Linked DNA regions of Mus musculus: region 2 is linked to region 1. Evidence: chromatin contacts called from public Hi-C data. All regions are on one chromosome and are shown on one strand. The core of a region is the stretch at or near the end of the contact, and the rest is flanking DNA. Distances in the headings are between cores, read along the strand shown.

The links. Hi-C and Micro-C count contacts between places; a contact is called where the count stands out from the background.
Region 2: a Hi-C map of the N1E-115 cell line shows a contact between it and region 1, with 3 times the contacts expected there. The contact joins the promoter of Cblb here to the enhancer-like site in region 1. A contact is called at or near these places in 3 of 39 promoter capture datasets (cranial neural crest, frontonasal cranial neural crest and hippocampal neurons), 1 of 484 Hi-C or Micro-C datasets (the N1E-115 cell line) and 2 of 115 datasets of contacts at active chromatin or transcription factors (bone marrow-derived macrophages and large pre-B cells).

Annotation. Positions count from the first base shown.
Region 1 is chr16:51,385,723-51,388,422 of GRCm38.p6, reverse strand. No RefSeq gene overlaps it. Among named protein-coding and RNA genes, the nearest start is that of Gm32431, 340 kb to the right of the region's middle. Within about 2 kb of position 1,377, at least 2 of the 459 cell types and tissues checked have an H3K27ac peak or open chromatin away from gene starts, as enhancers often do. A contact at or near this core is called in the N1E-115 cell line, where this site is marked.
Region 2 is chr16:52,030,114-52,032,813 of GRCm38.p6, reverse strand. Cblb (Casitas B-lineage lymphoma b) reads right to left here and starts at 1,265. Exons shown (of 18, transcript NM_001033238.1): 1 at 1,129-1,265.

The DNA.
Region 1 (2,700 bases), core at 128-2,627:
TTTAGTCTTTTGAACATCCCTTCAAATTTACCATCAAATAAACACTACAAATAGGTTTGTACCCAATAATATATAATAACTACTGAAAATGTTCAAATCTATGAGCAATCAAAACAAAAATAGTTTCTAGAGCATTTCCACTTGGCTTTTGTTACTGTTTTGGCTTCCGTGTCTTACACAAGCAATGTTGCTTGTAAGTCACTCCACAAATAGTGAAAAACAACATATGATGTGAATATTCAGTCAGTAGTGGTCCACACTACTGTTTTGCAAAACTTTCTCTATACATAGTTAAATACATTCAAAATGGGACAAAACTCTTGGAAATATATTTGGACAATGAGTGAGGCAGATTCTTACACATAGCAAAGGGAACACTCAAAGCACAGATCTCTTCCACCATTGTGTTCTGATGATAACCACTCTTCTTGATGTGGTAGATCAATAATTTAAAGACTAATAATCAATGAGGGCATTTGATAACATGATTTTACTCATATTTCTGCTTTTGGAGAAAAGAAACAACACCTTTAAAAACACATACTGAAAAACATATGGACATGATTACACTCAAGATCTGAATAGTTGTTCAAGCCCCTGTGGTTGGGAAATGTGAAGAATTTAATAGCCTTTATTGGAAATTCTTGCTGAATAAAATGAGCTATCTTTGCCTATTCAGATAGTTTTTAATTTAATTAAATGAAGCAAGATAGGAATGCATCAACTACATTCAGTTCCTGGATGGTAGGTAATACCCCTGGGCAAACCTTTAGAATACACTTGTTTCCATGGTAGCTAAGCTTCTTGAAATTATGCGAGAATATTTAGGGAAAAATACAATAGTTTTAAAATAGCATACCAAGGAAATAGGGTTTTTTACACTGTTATCAATGACTGTAAAAACCCACAGCTTAATATGTTCAAAATAGAAACGGCAGGGGCTTTTGGCAACTTTCAGCGACAAAAATCATCTGTTACACTGGATGTCACAAGTTAAGGAAGAACAAACATAAAGGTGCAGCTGTTATATTGTTCACGTATTTCCAATATAGTCAATAGGGTGAGGAATCACAGTCCACAGTTCCCTCAAACTAGTAACTTTCAACTTTTACATTTAACTCACATTACTCTTCTAGCTACTTTTTTGTTTTTAATTGGCAAATAAAATTGGTATTTTAATGTATATTTTATAGAGATCAACATCAAGCTAATTAACATACATGGTACCCCATACATTTATTTAAAATTGTCCTTCTTAGCAACTTCTAAGCATAGAGTGTATGCTTCATTGTCCCCACCCTTCTGTATAATATATTACTTGATGATATTCCTTACCATGCCTTTCCTACAGCCTGTGGACCGCATCTCACACACCTCTGAATGAGAAATCTAACCCCTTCTTCAAACCTTACAATTTATACTAAAAAAACAAAACAAACAAACAAACAAACCTGTTTAAACGTTCATTAATGAATTACTAGACATGTAATGCAATCCCTACAAAAGGGTAGACAATCACATATTATACTTCAGAAAACCCTGCTTTGATACGCAGAGCTGGAAAAACCACTTCAGATTCAGATCTAGCCATGTACTAAACACAAGGAGGGATCTTTTTAAGGTTCCCTAATATGACTGGAAAAATCCCTCCCAAGAGAAACACAACAGTCTTGGACATATTTCCTGAGTTTCATTAACAAGGGGCCATTAAACTCATGTTGCAGAAAGGAAGACAGAAATGTCACTAGGACTAACGCTGTCACACATAATTTATTGTCTGTTCTTCAGCTTCCAAAGACAATAAGAGATAAGCTCTCTTTTCATTGAGCCCATTCAATTTCCCCCAAATCATTCACTATCCCTATTAAATGGTTCAAAGACGTTTCTGTCCTCTCCACAATGAATAGTATTTTAGTTTTAATCATCTGATCCTTCTTTGGGTTTTATATTTTGTATGACTCTTGTACTGATGCAGATGAATAAATCCATATGCCTATTCTTCTGTTAACATGATTACTGCCAGCTCATTTCAGCGTGCGTCCAGAGAGTTTAAACGAGATTGCCATCAACCTTGAAATACTTGTCAAGTTTTGGAGAAAATATAATTAAATAAATGACAGTATTAGGTTAGGTCCTATGCAGGAGGAAAGATAAGAATAAACAATGGCTCTCACTCAGATGAAAGATGAAAGTTACAGTCTATTCAAGAAAACAATGCACACATTCAAGTAACTGCTCATGGATAGTTTTCCAAAGATCTTCAATCATTGACTTCTGTGTTTAAAGTGAAAGAGAGACAGAGAGAGAGAGAGAGGAGAGAGAAAGGAGAGAGATAGAGAGAGAGAGAGAGAGAGAGAGAGAGAGAGAGAGAGAGACTTTGTACTTCTATTTCTCTGTGTTTGAGAGAATGTGAGTCTGTCTCTCTATTTCTGTTTGTCTCTGTCTCTCTGTGTTTCTCTCTCTGCATGTGTGTGTGTGTGTGTGTGTGTTGGTGTGTATGTGTGTGTGTGTGTGTGTATGTGTGTGTGTGTATGTGTTTATTAAAATCCACCAGTAATCTTACAAATTACCAGTAAGGAAATGGCATAAAAGATCCACCTATCATCCCTCTGCCTCATAGGTATATCTTGGCAGCTTTGACTAGTTGACATTTATAAGCATTTTGAAGCCAAAACATGCTCAATATTATCTAACAGCTCT
Region 2 (2,700 bases), core at 16-2,515, 640 kb before region 1:
GACACAAGATTTGCTCTTACAATACTAAAAGTTAAAGATGCATCCTCTGCCCGTGTTCTATGAAGCTACAGCTCAACATCATCAACAAAACAACTTTTAACAGGTAAGAACACAATGTCGTCCCCCCCCCCCCTTCTGCTGTAATCCAGATTCGAAATACTAGAGCTGCAACTCCTAAAATTCACGTTGGGAGCCTCACTTCAGTAGCCTCCTTCACGCTGTTTGATTTCGCCAAGTTATTACATAAATGCAAAGTACTCCACACACGCAAAAGGGACACGTCTCTTGTCAACAAAGGCGGAGGACTTGGATACCCCCCCCGCGCGCCCCGCGCGCGCGCGTCCCCTCTCCATTCCCCCAACACCCCCCCCCCCCGCAAAAGCCAGCAGCTGCGGACACACAAATAGTTCTTTAAAGCAGTGAGGTGAGTAGTTTTTCCCTAGAGCCAAATAAACAAACCAACAAGCAACCCCTTCTTAAAAAGCGGTGAGAACCCGGCAAGGGCGGGCACGCACCGCGGAGTTCACTTCTCCGGTGGTCCCTCTTCTGCCTACCCGGTATCAAGTGGTCCAAAGCTTTGTTTCAGAACGTCTGTACCCTTTCCAGGCTCGGGCCTCTAGCCCGCCACTCAGGGGTCTGGGAAAGAGACGAGGAACTCAGCAAAGATAAAGTAGCCCTAGACCCCGTCCTGGCTTCCCAATCCCACAGCCTGCCCGATCTAGCGCCAGTAGCACGCACCTCCCACCGGCGGCGATCAGCCAGAGTCCGCTCCCTCCCGGGCCCCGGGCCAGCCAGGGACTGCTGTTTAAATCCCCACTTGGCTCAGGCCCGCAGCGGCGACAGCAGCTGGAAGCTAGGGCTGTCCCCTCTCCCTGATGGCCCGCGCCCAGCTGCAGGGCCCCCGAGCCAGCAAGAGACGTCCAACCCCGGGATGACCCATTCCTTCCTCTACTCGGGTCACCGCGGCCGTCCCGAGCCACGCGTGATCGCGGGTCCCACTCCACACACACACGCTGCCCTGGCTGGGGTGGCTCGGGTGGGGACTCTGTGGAATCGCCCTAGGAGAGCGCTCCGGGGAAGGAGCCACCGAGATCTAGGAACACCGAGACGCGGGGACGCGGCAATTACCGTGCAAAAAGCTCCACGCCCGCCCGGCAGTCCCGCGCCACACTCGGGAGGCCGCCGCAGCGCCCGCCGGAGGAGGAGACCACTCACTGGCCACCCCACCCCTGAGCCATCCCCGGAGACCAAGGCGTGGGGCGGAGCTAAGGCGGAGCCTTGAGTCTTCGAACCAATCCTGAGAGGCTGCTTTCTGCCAGACAGCGGGCGGAGCCAATGGGCGGGACGAGACGCTCCTCCCGCGCTACCCCCCAGTCCACGTCCTCCACGGTACACAATGGCCCCAGAGGAAGGCCCACTCCACTGCGTCCCACTTGGAGAAGAACTCGTTGGGAAATGGACCTAGGCTAGCCTGGAACAAAAGTGGAACGAGGAAAGGAACTGAAAAAGTAGCAGCAAGGCGCCGGGGAGCTAACCAATGAGGGGTGCGCAGGTGGGCGTGAGCGCCCCGAGCGGGAGTCTAAGCCAACTGGGGCTAAAAGGCGGGACTTCCTGCCTCACTCACCTTCCTAGTCTTTGTTTCATAGCAACAGAGTAGAGGCTGCCAGGGTGGTGCTGCTTTTCAGCTCTGGGCGGGTCCCAGGCTTAAGAAATTCATCTCCCTAGGGCTGCCAAACTGCTACCCAGGAGAGCAGCCAAATAGGTCCAAGACCATGTTTCTTGTTGACTGTCAAATAAAGAGCAGCAGTCCCATAGCTCCTAAGATGAAGGTTACCCTCACATAGAGTAGGCTAGGAGTAAAACCCGAGTGCCAACTAAAACTTCCTAAATTTCTGAAATGTTTCCCTTTTACTATTAGTTCTAGAAGGATTCCAGATCAAACATCAGGCTGATGAGAAAGCAAATACTTGACAACTCTCAGCTAAATAGTCTCTGTAAATCGTCCCAGGACAGTAAAAACTCCACACAATGGGGATTACTAATCTGTTTGACACCTTTATATTCCAAACAAGTTTTCCCCTGGATTCCAGTAAAGAACTCTGCTGTTGGATTTTTGCCAGAGTCACTTTTCTTCTATGTAGATGAATCTTCATTTTAATGACAACCCTGTTTCTGCCATCCTCTTCCAGTGTTCGTCTCTTTCTGGGCTCCGTCCTTGATAGCCGTGTAAAAGAAAACAGTCTGGTAACGCTTACAGTGAAATGCCAGGGCCCTTCTGTCATCAGAATCACACATTAGACAAGTTCCATGATTCTCTCTATTTGGTTCACCATGCTCGTACCATTTGCCCCAGGTTTACATACCTGGGAGTGATTTCCTCTGTCATTGGTAGTATGGATACACCTCACACCTTGAGCTCCTGGGTGTAATACTTTGCACTTTTTAAAAATGTCATACGTGCATACATGCATAAGCATACATATGTACATACATACATACATACATATAAGCATTTTCTAACCAACTATCCTGATAAATGTGTCTCAGTGGTTCTGCCAATCCCTAATAAGTATTTTAGTGCTACAATTATTACTGTGAAGGCTCCTGAGTGGTCATAGAATGTCCTGCAATCCTAAATTCAGATTGTTATGATTTTCATGTAATGGAAACAACCAAAATGTGACCCTTTAGGCAATCAGG